3 separate regions of the Gossypium hirsutum genome follow, and all the other regions are linked to region 2. Evidence: chromatin contacts called from public Hi-C data. All regions are on one chromosome and are shown on one strand. The core of a region is the stretch at or near the end of the contact, and the rest is flanking DNA. Distances in the headings are between cores, read along the strand shown.

Region 1 (4,654 bases), core at 1,452-3,951, 240 kb after region 2:
TTCCATCATGGAATCCCACTATCTACTATTATCAATTGGTTTAATATCTCCATTTGTCCATTAACAATTTAAAAATTTATAGCGATTGAACTTTTACCACTTTTACGATTTAGTCTTTATACCTTAATTAACTACCCTATTGAAAAAATTAAATGATCAAACATTAATTGAAATTTATATTAACCTCATAAACATTAAATAATAATATTTACAAGCTCAATCATCGAAAATACAATTCTAAAACCTCCATTTTCGATACCATTGAAAAACATGTTATTATAGGGGCAAAAAGGTAATCTAATAGAATTTGGGTAGACTAAGGTCAAGTATCTAGGTTTACCTTTACATATTGTGGGGTATTTATAAGAGATAAGGAAGGCTCATCATGGGCCCCTATCCATCAAGCTTAAGCATCATAGTAGGGTGATGAGTGTCAACCTAGAGTATTGTTGGACTTGACTTGAAAGGACCAGATGGAGGGAGACATTGGATGTGATGGTTTGATGAGTGTATGTAGGGGTCTTCTTAATATATCTTCTTTGGAGTGAGTCCTAGAAAGGTGGAGCTTGAGCAAAGGTGAAAAGTGGTTTTAATGACAAAGCTTGCGGGACGTGATCATCATGGGGTTGCATTATCATGATCCAAGTTAAGTTGTCTAAATTGGACCTCTTGGATTTGGGTTTTAAATTAGTAGGTCTTTCATACTTAATTTGAGATGAATATGAAGGTATAATATAATTTTTAAAGGATTGATAGCTTTTGAAAAGTAGTAGTTTTTAAAGAGAGTGAGAAAGTCCTTTGCATGATGAGGAAAGTTTTTATAAAAATAAAATCTATTAAAATTTTAATTACAGTGTCCTGATATATAACCATTGTTTAATAAAATATGAGACAATTTTAGTAAAAAAATCTCATCAATTTCTCTTAATTTCAAAATTGAGTAAATTAGTCTATTTCAAAAAATTGGAGTAATATAATCCCTGTCAAATTTGAAAGTAACTAATGACAATTAATAATGGGTTAATGTATTCCGTCAATTTTACATAATTTTGATTGGTATAGTAACAAATTTAGCCTTTGATGTTTACAGATTTTGTCATTTTTGCCTTAATTCCAAAAATTTCAACACATTCACCCTCAACATTTACACAAATATTGCGGGATAAATTTGTTAAATTAGGACCAAATTGACAGAATGTGTAAACTTTGAGGGTTAAATTTATTATTATACCAATCAAAATCATGTACAATTGATGGAAAACATTAACGTTACGATTAATTGTCCTTAGTTACACACTTTTGAAATTAATGGAAATTAAATTAATTTAATTTTTCAGAGAGAACAATTTACTCAATTTTAAAATTAAGAGGGAGTGGAGAGATCTTTTTACGGACATTTTTATCCGTTAGTATAGATAGATTATTGTTGAATCGATAAGTCCAAAGTATTCGGCCTGCTCCTTGTTTGGGCTATTGCCCATAGGCTGCCTCTGATCTGATCATATTCAGCGGCAGCTGGACACTGTTTTGGTCTGTGTGCTCTTTTTACTGCTAAACCATCAAAGGACTCTTAAGGGTTCAATGAACTCAAAAGGTCGTCAATTTGACCATTCAAAACCATGTTTTTAAAACAAATTTATAACTAGCCTTAATGTTGGCAGATTACATAAAAATCAGAATTTATGCTCCAAATGCTCATTTTGTTTTCCAAACCCTTTAGTTTGAAGGTATCAAATTCTAATCTTTGTGCCAAATCACGTTGAATATTAGTCAGCTCCATAGCTTAGAAGCCAAGTTATAACAAACATCATCACTAAAATTCTAACCGGAGTCAGTAGCAACAAGTCAATCTTTTCTCGGTCTAATTGTGCTTCCACTCCCTATACTCTTTAAACTTTCCAAATCTAGTCTCTATGCTTTAGGTTCATTAAAAAAATTAAATTCCTTCTATTAAAATTAAATATATTTTATCTATTGGACTTTAATTTTTAAATTAGATACTTGAATATTAAAATGTCACATATTTGAATTTAACTTAAGTTATTAAAATTTCTTTTAACTTTTAGACCAAACCAGTAGATGGAGTACATTCAAAAGCCAAAGATCTAAATATAATAAGGCTCCAAAGTGAAATTTCTAAAAGTTAAAAGAAAATTAACACTTTTGGGTTGAAAAGTTAACTATTTGGCTTGAAGAAAACCAATGCTAAACGCACCCTAAAAGCATATGGATGAAAGTTTGTAAAGATCAAAAAAAGTACAGGGACTTGGGGGCATAATTAACCCTTTATCTGAACTGTATCAAAGTAACAAGAAATTGGTGGCTTTGAAGCGATTGACAAAACCATTTATTGCCACGTATGCGGATTAGCATCTTTTACAGACCATTTTTTATAGTCTAATATTTATTCTCATGCATATGCAATATTATAGTGAGCCAAACGTTATTCTAAACCAACTTCAAAAAGGAGACCTTTAAATTAGTTGACAGAAATAATGGTCCCATAAAGCTCCTCTTCATCAATAATTGAAGACTTCGTTAAAAGATTTTAGCATTCAAGAGATCTGGCCAACCACCTGCCAAATTTTTCAAAAACCCTTTTTGAAATTCTTCACTCTTGACTCAAATTACATGCAAAACGATTCCTTCATGTAGAAAAAAGAACAATATAAATATATATAACAAAACGTGCTCCACAATGTTTGCCAATACGTATTCTTACATCTATATATATATTATACGTATAGCAATAGTCAAACAACTTTGCCTAATCTTTCAAAATAGAGAAAAAAAAAACCATTTTTACATGTATATAAGCACGGATTGTCTCAGACTCGAGTAACATCAACTTAGCCTAATCCTTGAGAGATAGAAAGAGAGAAATCCATGGCCGGGAAAGCCAATACAATGCCGGTTATCAGTAAGCTGTATTGTTCTTCATCTCAGGTGGTGCTTGCAGTTAGGAGGAGGCCGCATGTGGTGAACGGAGGCGGGTTCGTGGTGATGGATTGTAGCCAGATGGTTGTTTTCAGGGTCGACGGTTGTGGGGTTCTGGGTACTAAAGGGGAGCTGGTCTTGAGAGATGGAAATGGGGATGCTTTGCTTCTCATACGTCGAAAGGTAAAAATTGTATATTTTTTGTTAACTTTAAAACATGGATTTGAAGTTCCTTTGTATACCATCAAATTATGATAAATTCTTCAAGGCATGATCTATAGTGTGTGTGCATGCATATGAATGAATCAGTTTAAATGAATGAGCCTTGAATTTCCTCGAGTGTTTTGTATAAAAACAACTTGCATTTGCATGTTAGATGGAAAGATAAAAAGGAACATGATATGCAAAAGGATAAAGCAGGATAACATGGAATAGAAAACTGGTCATCATGATTATAACTGTGTCCTAAAGTAGTCTCCAATAGGGATGGCAAATTGGTTCAAGTAACTTTGTACAATAGAGAAGCTGGTGGGATGAGATTTATCCATGTATTAAAACTATTAAGTACCGCTAGGGGAGAAATCAGAAAACTTTTTAATGGCTGAAATTAAATTATAATTTTTATGATAATAAAAATGTAATTTCATTATTTTAATAGTTTACGTTTTTATATTTTTAAAAAAGTAAATTAAATTTTTATATTTTTAGAAGGGCAAAGTATAATTTTAACTTTACTAATTTAAAATTTTAAAATTTTAGGTGTCTAGTACATGCCAGCCCTCTATTTACACGGTGTGCATTGCGATTATATTAACAAACTAAAATCATATTTTGTCTCTCATTAAGTCCCCAGGTGATGATTCTTTCTAGGCTAATTGTGCCCGAAGTCCCTGTATCTTCTTTCTTTTTGATACATTATAACTTGCGGGAAGGAATTTTATGAGCAGGGTTGAAAGTGGCAACATAGAGCTTGATTTAGGTTGTTGGCTAATCCCTCTACTTTTAGTTTGAAGAATTGGTTCCCTTTACTTGTGTAATTTTAAAATCAAAGTCCAATTGATAACATTGTTAATTTTCGTTAAATTTGAATATGTAACATTATAATATTAGAAAAAGGTTTAATTTAAAAATTAAAATCCAATTGATTTGAAAAGAAGTCAATTAACAGTGTTATCAATAGGAATTTGATTTTTAACTTAAAACAAATAGAGAGATTGAATTCCTAGAATTAAAAACAGGGGAATAAGCTTGAAAAGTATAGAGACTGGGGACAGAATTGAACTTTTATTTTCAAATTTTTTAGCACTATGATGCATAGTGATTTTTTATAACCGAGTAGACATGGGATATATACCCACAAGCATAGGCAGGCAGGCAGATAAGCACAAACTGTATTGCTATGGGCTAAATTAGAGCCTAATTGTTGTTGATTCCTATATTCCAGGGAGGGATGGTTGAGGCACTAAGCATACATAAAAAATGGAAAGGCTACAGTTTCGACTACGAAGGATCACAAAAGTTGGTTTTCACTTTAAAGGAGCCGGCCCGTTCATGCCTAGCCAATAACAATGCCATCAGAATCTCCACTGAACCAAAAAGCAGCAGCAAGCAGTGTTAGTATGAAATCAATGGTTATTTCCCTGACAGAAAATGCAGCATCATTGATTCCACAGGCAACGTTGTCGCTCAGGTAGTATACTTCATTTAATATAACATG
Region 2 (4,436 bases), core at 473-2,972:
GGTCTTGACAACTTCATATCCTACAAATTGTCAGTTATATATACCATGTCAAAAGCCAACCTTAAATGCACCTAAAAGGATCGTGAGATAATAATCGTACCTGATGTTTTGACGACCAATCATGTGGCAGTCACAATGGCCTCAACTCTATCTAATGATGCTTGCAACCGCCCAGAGTTCAAGTTGAACAATGCTTCATCGGTTCCAAGAGCTCTGTTAAATTCAAGGTATTAACGATAAGTTATGAATAATCACGAAATCATGTCTTCATATTAAATTGTGAAGGAACAAAAATGTCACTATTAACAAGGAGAACCATGACAATAACACATTTCGGAAATTCTGAGTCATGTTTAAAGCATATGAGTAATAACATCAATGAATATTCTAGATGTGTCCTAATAGCCATTGACTTGCAGTTTCCTTGGAATATCTACATACAAGATCAAGGAAATCAAATATGATTCTTCTATTAGACATAACCTTATTGCTTCCTCCATTTTGTGAAATAAATATTCTTAAAATAAATGTTCAAGGAACTTGCCCAGTAACTTCTGGAAGAACATAATCTGCCCTCCACCCAAATCGAAAATCCAGGCCGGGAACCAAGCCAAGGGTTGTCTTATTCCGAATCCGAGAAATTCCGTCTCCACCAAAACAGGTGGTGAGCTTCCATTTCCAACCAATTGCATTCATCTTGAAATTGTGGCCTATGCCAACCTATTTCCAAAACATTTTAGCATAACCATTGCAAAATCTAGGCAAAATCATGCATGAGAAACAAATAAATTCACCTACAGCAATAATTATCAGATTTGGAATAGACTTGTATATTCTATCACTAATAGAAAGTTTGTCTGTGTAAAGTAGAGCAGACCTGGAGATTAAGAAATTTTGTGACGGGGATCTTTTTGGAAATAAGGCGTACATCTTGTCTTATAGGCTCATATGCAAACTTCCACCTCCGTTCAGGGGATAAAGGCTTCAGCACAAGCTTAGTTTGGAAATCATTCATAGGGTCATTGAAGAACTGAACCAAAACTAAGATGCAATTACTCAACAGCTCAAAACAACAACAAACTGTACAGGATGATATACATTATCTTTTGTAAAATAAAAAAAATACCCCTTTTCAAGTAAAATAGCAACATTTAAAGTTGAATTGGCTAAAAGAAAATTCCTTTCCTGGGCTCATACCCCTGAATTGGCACCAATATAACATGAATGGAGGGAGCAATTTAAGACTGAAAAAAAAAAGTGCAAAGAAAAATAACCTCCAAATTGACACCAACTCGAAACCCCTGAATTTCTTTTCTAAACTTGAGGAACAACTCAGAAGGAATCAAATTTATGTTATATAGCTCATCCCACGAAGTGGGTTCTTCACCATTAGGTGGCGGCTCCATGTTCAACCCACCAAACTGGAGAGAAGAAAATTCAGTTCCCAAGAGAAACCATACAATAAAAGTCAATGTTAACTCTCAGCAGTACTTCCGTACTGGAAAGATTTGAGTTGAAAGTATACTTACCTATAAGATAGGATTGGATTATACTAGAACCATGATTCAATGGGAAGAGGAATCGGCAATTTTAAAGGAATAAGCTTTTTGAGTTCTTGTTAAGTGTGTGTGTGTGAATTTATTCGTGTTTTAGAAAGAATGCCGATGGAATCCTTGTCCAACTTGAGCTTGGGCCAAGGTCCACCTTATTCAAAGACGGTGTCAGTTCCTCAGGGTCCAACAGGATTTATTGATATATAGGCCCTTATCTAATGGAATTTAGTTACGTAGTTCATTCTCCGTGTGAAAAGTAAAAAGTTTTTTAAGAGGGAAGGTCATGCCATGCCGTGCCAAGGCATGCATGCCGCAGATCTCTTTTCAGCAATGAAAGTCAAATTTAAAACCAGTCTCGGATGAAATGTCAGGTTCTTACGAACTAAACCAACCCCATTGAATCTCAAAAAGGAATGTCGGATTCCTACCAAGTTAATCCTGTTGAATCTTAAAAATAGTATACAATATCAGAGCATTGACCACTACCCAAGTCCTGCATGGCCTTTTTATAAACATCATTGTCCACAACTAATGAGATTTTGTAGTGGTCCGTGGTGCTCTCGTTGTTCTGACAAGGCCTGCTTGTCTTCACTGTTTAGTCAGTTTCTTTTGTCTTTTTTTTTTCCTTTATTTCTTTTCTTATTTTTTGATTGCTGTTAGACCATGTTCCGTGACACTTAACTTGGATTTGTTTCTTGAGGAGTTAACGCTTCTCCGAAGCAAGCTTCGTGCACCCATCTAGGTCCTATCTCCTCTTTGCTTCGGCTTGGGTGATGGCGACGACTAGTTTGTTGTGTCCCATGTTTATATTTTGGGTTACTGTGCGAACTTTTGCTTCGATGGGTTATCTCGTTCTGTATTGTGGTCTTGTTTCCGTTCTCTCAAGTTGTTCTTATAATGCTCATACATGTTGGCTTAGTTTGAATGAAAGATTTCCGATTTTTTCCTTAAAAAATTTGTTAGCAGCAGTTACACATTCCAGCTTTCCATGTTCCAATTGTAACTAGATGGTTGTGCAAGATTTTGACCAAAAATTCTTGTCTTATTTCGGAATTTGAGTAACAATTATATGAATATAATTATTTTGTTTACACTGCGAGGATTACAAGTCTACAAAAGGTTTATTTAAAATAGACTTGTTTATGTGTTGATGTACAAATCAAATAAAGCATTTGTTTATTCATTAAAAAAAAAACATTTGTATGAGGTGTATTTTGATCTTGTGGAAATTGTTTTCACGTTTAATATATAACTAAGCTTTCAAGTGGAAGTTTTACTGGGACAGTGACACTAATGGAATGTATAAGTGTTGTAATTTAATGAGTGAGTTGAACTTAAATCATATATTATATCATTGATTTATAATATATAAAAAAAATTCCAAACTTAAGTAATTCTTGTGTTAATCTGTACTATTTTATTTTTTTAATTGTATTTGTAATTACAACTTTACATACAATTAACAATCATCTCAGCACTAACAATATCAAATAATAAGTTTAATATTATTAAATATATAAATTCTTAAAAAACAAATTGAGTAGGGTTTAATATTTAATTTTTTTTATTATATATTCAAATTCCCCCCTCTCTCTAACCATCTATTTATTTATCAGAAATAATTGTGTTAGGTCTTAGGTCATGGTATTGGTATTTTAATATGCTTAAATTTGTGACCTTCTCCATATACTTTTATTCTAATTTGATTTCTTTGTTATTATAATATCATTAATTAGTTTAAATAACTAATGCTCTTAACTATTATAGTTAACATCCTTATATATATATATATATATTGTAAAACACCAATTTCAACTCAATTATTTTTAGAATATATTTTTTAAAAGACCAGTTAACAATATTAATTATTTGAACTAAATAATAGGGTAAACTACTTAGTTGTTCATAACTTTTTGACTGCTTTCATTTTAGTTATCCAAATAAAATATTTACAATTTGGTTATTGTCATTAAAGAAAATTTTTATTTTAGTCATCCAAACGTGAAATCCTTAACCGCAGCGCACAGTAGCATTTTTGACCATTTCTTTGGCACTCACTATTGTTGATCATCTTCTTCCCCTTCGTGCCATCCCCTACTTCCACCATTCTTCTTTTTCTTCCTTTGCTCCCTACTTCCAGCCTCCGTGCCATTCTGCTTCCATCAAATCTCCCCCATAAAAATCTGATTGAAATGCTAGAATGGTTATAAAAATATTTGTGACTTCATTATTATTTGACCCCGAGTATAGGATGATTTGTTCTCCAATTTCAATCACCAGGAAATAATCATGTATGACACTATCTTCGTATTATTATTTTTAATTAATTACATTTGTAATTGATTTTATAAATGAAGGATTTAAGGTATATTTCTTTGTTTGTGTTCTTTTTAATGTTTAATGGATTTCAAACAGGTGGAATTGCTTCTGCTATTGGAAGATTTAGTCCTTCATTATTGATTGACCCAGAGTACAGGAGTCATTTCAATCACCTTGCATAGCTTCTCGAATTGGAAGTGAACATGTATGCCATTATCCTCCATTCGTATCATTTAAGGTGCATTTGTTTGCTTCCTCCTCAACTACTTTTATTTACATCCATTTGCTTGTTTTGTTTGGTCTTTCTCTTTATGTTCGGTATGGATTCGACAGCTGCTTTTTCTTCTCAGTTTAGTTCTATAGGCTCTAACTGTGGAAATGAGCCTCCTCTGCATTCAGAAGTGAGACCTGCCACCATGGATTCGCCAGGACAACCAGCAACTTCTCAAGATTCCTATGTACGCACTCGGGCTAACGATGTGGTTCTTCTTGACTTCTTAGGTTTTTTTTTTTTTTTAATACATGCTTCATCTAGCATGGGGCTTCGAAGATGATGAGCTTGCT
Region 3 (4,600 bases), core at 1,910-4,409, 140 kb before region 2:
TGATTGCTGCATCATCCTCGCCATTCATCGTGTATCTGCCATTATCGTGTCTGGTGGTTGCAATAATGAGCCACCCCTATAAAACAATGATGTGCATGATGTTTGGGTCACTATAGGCGTGTAATCATAAATTTCTTAAATTCCGAGTACGTCATAAAGGTATCGGGCATCGATGTTATCATTGACTGCTGCATGGGCATCTGTATCAGTATTTTCATCGGTGGCGATGCATACATCAACGTCTGCCCTAACATGGGGTTTGGCATCGACATCTGCATAGGGGTGTAGTATGCAGGGGGTGTCAATGCCACAGAATATGTACCCGTAGGAACAGAAAAACTGACCACATGCGACGGTGGTCTGTAGTATGATGGTGCATATGAAAAAAAAGGCTACTTAATTGAACGAGAATAAGTGGAGCGAACTGACCTTTATATTGCGTAGCCACAAGTAACGCATCTTCTATCAGAGTGGATGACGAACCCGTCGTGCGATCGCATCCTCTCCTACGCTATTGTGGAGGTCGATGTTGCCTCTTTGCCCAAATTTGTTTACTTTTTACCTCCAATTGTAACATATACAAATTGCTGGTAGCTTTGAATTATGCCAAGTAATCATCAGATGCCGCCATGTCCACTGCAAAAAATAATTCGCGAATGAGTTAAGATTACCTTACGATCCCACGCCTCAATGTGCTCCTTATGCTGTACCACCTAGTCGTTATTGCCCTTCCTCCGTATGTTCCCATTGTACAACTCTTTAAGTCTCACGGTGACAGCAAAATTCATTGCCTCCACCCGAACTGTCATAACACCCAATCCGATTTGTGCATTTCCATCATCGTGTACACTACCAATGACACCTTGGCATCCCACATCTGCCCATTATCCAACATTTCTGGCAAGATGTAAGATATGACATTAGTGTCGGTGTACAACATCCATTCAAATAGAAAAGTAAAATTGTAAGTATAGTTATGTATGAATTTTTTTTACGAATCATTATGTAATTAATATAGGTTCGAAAGAATAAGTAACTAACCTCGGTTTTCAAATGTTGGTCTAACAACAATATAATATCTTCTAGCTCCTCAGGCAGTCTCATATAACTCGGCTCACGGTTCCACCTATATAAGCGATATGTTAGTCAAAACGTATAATAAAAAAATTTACTGTATAGACTACATATTTGTTAATAAATGATATTTACCTCGTCACCAAAGGGAACATGTATGGGTTGGTTACCTTGGGACGTAGAAATAATAGTAGCCACTAGGCCCACAGTTGCAACAAGAGCAGGCAACCACCGATCGATGTTGCACTCGGTATCGTGGCCCAACACATCTCCCAGTATAATGTGGACACTATGATAGATCCCCAACTTAGTTTTCCGTACTTATTGAAGTCCACGATGTGGTAGCCACCTTACATGAACCAAATTTTGAGATTTGTCAAGCATTAAAATGCCCCAGATTAACTCATGACGTATGCTTGAGTGTACTGTTCTATGACCTCCTTTATTCAGTATTCAAGGAGCTCGTCGAAATTATCATTCAACTAGTTCATCGATATCGGACCACTTTCGAACTTGTCTTGAACCTTCCCCAACAGTGATGTGCAGAAGTCCACTTTACCCGGAACGATCGCTAATTCCGTGATGACTGGCGCATCCATTGGCAGACAGAGTTGTAGTTCCAACGTCTTTGAGTGTGATTGTTCACTCACCGTATGGAAAGTGGAAAATGGAAAGTGGAAAGTGTGTGTTTCGGGCCTCCATCTTTCCACCAATGAGTTGATAAGTGCCAAATCAAGTTTGTAGCCCCCGAACATGCAAGACACATGTAAGAATCCAACTGCTTGCAAGTGGCCAAGAATTTCAGGGATCGCAAGCTTTCCGATGTTATGAATGAAGCCCTTCAAAACACGATTCTCTGCCTATTTACACAATAAAAATAATTTCAAATTAAAAAAAATAAAATTAACCTTATTGAAATTAATGAAATTTAAATTTTCGTCTTACCATTACTACTTGGGTGGTGGAAATATTCTTGTTGTTGAAGTGGATTAGAGAGGCGGTCATTCGTGAAAAATAGATTTTGAACAAATACAATATGAGATAATTAATAAAAATATTATTTTTAAATGAAAATATCGTACACGATCAAAACGAGAGACTTGAGAGGGTTTGAGAGAGTTGAGAGAAGAATGTGAATGAAAAAACTGAAATTTGGAGGGTATTTATAGGGTAAAAAAACTTATTGTTGGATTTTTATTTTTATTTTTTACAGTTGGCGTGGCACTGATAAAAAAGCCATTGCTTTTTGACCTTTTTGAACATTGAGGGAAAACATGCCTGATTAGATGAGTTTTCCAGAAAACGTGTCCAGCTAGACGTGTTTTCTTGATACGTATGCAGAAAGCTCGTCCAGTTGAACTCGCTTTTTTATTTAAATCAATTTATTTCCTTAATTAAATCTAATTATTAAAAAAAGGGACTATTGACGTTATTTAGCCCTATAATCACAACAATATATGATATATGTGATTAGATTAGATATGTCATGATTGGCTTCTAATATATACTAGAATTAAGATAGTATTTCTTTAATGTTGATTTGAATTAAGCTTAATATATAATGCTAAACCTTATATATGGTAAGTTGAGTTGAAGTGTATAGTATTTAATTAGATAGTTATGTTTAAGGTCTAAAATAATAGGTTGTTAGTGCATGCTTAAAAGAAACAAATTAATAAAGTTAAAATTCAGCAAATTATATAGTTTTTTTAAGGAAAGAGATTATTCATTTATTTGATTAGATTAACATATTTTAAATGTTCATGATAAATTTAAACTTACAATTAATTTAATTTAATATTAATACTCTAAAAACTTAATTAAAATATTTTAAAATCCTATATAAATTTAAAATTTAAATCATGTTGAACGTTATCAATATTTTATTATTAAACAAACATAAATTAATAAATAAATATTATAAAAATTCCGATTAATCAATAAAAATACATTCTTTTTTCCTCTCACTATTTTATTTCTTCTTCACATCTCTTTGGGCCAAAAACAAATACATAAAAAAGCCAGCTGGCTGACCATTCAGATTCAGGCCCGTAATATTGAGGACATTTATGTGGCGGGAAAATTAATATAGAAAAGCGTACGCGAGAAGCTTCTCTTTCAGAAAAACCCTAAATTTGTTAAAAAACCAAAAGGCCGCCCTTTTTTCTTAATACGATTCCTCCCTATTATTCTTTTGTTGAGTGTTCATACTGGTTCGTTTTCACTTCCCGCCATTTTCTTTCAGCAGCGATGCCGGTCCTAAGATCCCGCGAAATCCTTCCGGTCCAACCCAAGCCCCTAAAAGCTCGGGCCAATATCGACCCGCCCGCCACTCCCACGCAAGGCCGCGAACAACCCGCCACTCGTTCATCGCCGCCTTCACTCATTCCCTCCCCTAAAACTCTTGGTTCAGTTTCCGGTTCCGCACCCATACTTCGGCGGAGCCTTCGTCTTTCTACGAGAGCTTCGTCCAATGCCGGCCAGGATGGTGTTTTGGAGGCGGAGGAACCTATCGAACGACGAAACGGTGACGTTTCGAGAAAGAGGAAGTTGAGTGCCGATAACGATGTCGGTTTGGAGAGCGGCGAGGATGAAGGGGTATTGAGTTTGCGGTCGGGGAAGAGGGTTACTAAGAAGGGTCCATTTGGCGACGGCAACGGCAGCGAAGGCGATGTAGAGGTTGAAATTGACAGGAAAGGTAAAAGCATGTTAGTGGAAGAGAGTGAAGATACTGAGAAACCGGAAAGAAGCAAGGAGAGAGTGAATGTGAAGGGAAAAAGGAGATATAGTAGAGAAGAGAAAGGGAAGGGGAAATTGCTTGTAGAAAGTGCTTTGGAATCTAAAGATGAGAGTTTAGTTGACGGTTCAGTTTCCGACGTTGAACTTCTAGCACAGGAAGTGAATTTGTCCAATGAAAAGCCAAGTAAGAAGAATAATAGGAGAACAAGTCAGGGGAGAATGGAGCGGTTTCGAGATACGGCTAGGGAAAATGCTTCTCGATTTGCCCATTTCAGCACCCAGGAAGAAGATGATAACATTTTATCAACGGAGGCTGAAAGCGAAATTCCGTCCGAAGAACCTGAAGAAAAGGGTGTTGAAGATTGGCCGGGTCCTTTCTCTACTGCTATGAAGATTATAAGGGATAGAGCAGCGAATTTTAACGTAAGACAGGGGAGTTCTTCCTCGGACAAGGTACAGTACTTACAAATTAAGTGGGTTCCTCAAAAGGGTAAAAGAAAAGACTGGTCAAAGCGGCTGCCTCCATCATTGCTTGATTTGAGCTTGAGGGTTCTTGTCGATAATGCAGATGCGATTGCTTCGCTTGCTCATGTGCCTGATGCTCTGAGACACAAGCTCTGTCATATGCTCTGTGACTCGAGGCGAATGAATAGTAACTTTTTTGATCTCCTTCTTAACGGATCCCCTATCGAAATTCGCCTCAAAGATTGTTCATGGCTAACTGAGGAACAGTTCAATCAATGTTTTGAAAAGTGTGACACTATCAACTTGACGGTACGCTGTATAT

Evidence for each region. A called contact is a pair of places that touch in the nucleus more often than the background predicts.
Region 1: a Hi-C map of leaf shows a contact between it and region 2, with 3 times the contacts expected there. The contact joins the promoter of LOC107951079 here to the promoter of LOC107951072 in region 2. A contact is called at or near these places in 3 of 34 Hi-C or Micro-C datasets (all in leaf).
Region 3: a Hi-C map of leaf shows a contact between it and region 2, with 3 times the contacts expected there. The contact joins the promoter of LOC107951068 here to the promoter of LOC107951072 in region 2. A contact is called at or near these places in 10 of 34 Hi-C or Micro-C datasets (hypocotyl, leaf and seedling).

What each region holds. Positions count from the first base shown.
Region 1 is chrA06:20,625,785-20,630,438 of Gossypium_hirsutum_v2.1, forward strand. LOC107951079 (protein LURP-one-related 6) reads left to right here and starts at 2,702. Exons shown (of 3, transcript XM_041115305.1): 1 at 2,702-3,120; 2 at 4,382-4,627. The coding sequence starts at 2,887. The coding sequence ends at 4,555.
Region 2 is chrA06:20,389,076-20,393,511 of Gossypium_hirsutum_v2.1, forward strand. It overlaps LOC107951072, which reads right to left and starts at 1,723. Exons shown (of 6, transcript XM_016885976.2): 1 at 1,530-1,723; 2 at 1,275-1,421; 3 at 878-1,030; 4 at 545-720; 5 at 101-213. The coding sequence starts at 1,406. The coding sequence ends at 120.
Region 3 is chrA06:20,246,242-20,250,841 of Gossypium_hirsutum_v2.1, forward strand. LOC107951068 reads left to right here and starts at 3,160. Exons shown (of 6, transcript XM_016885966.2): 1 at 3,160-4,587. The coding sequence starts at 3,325.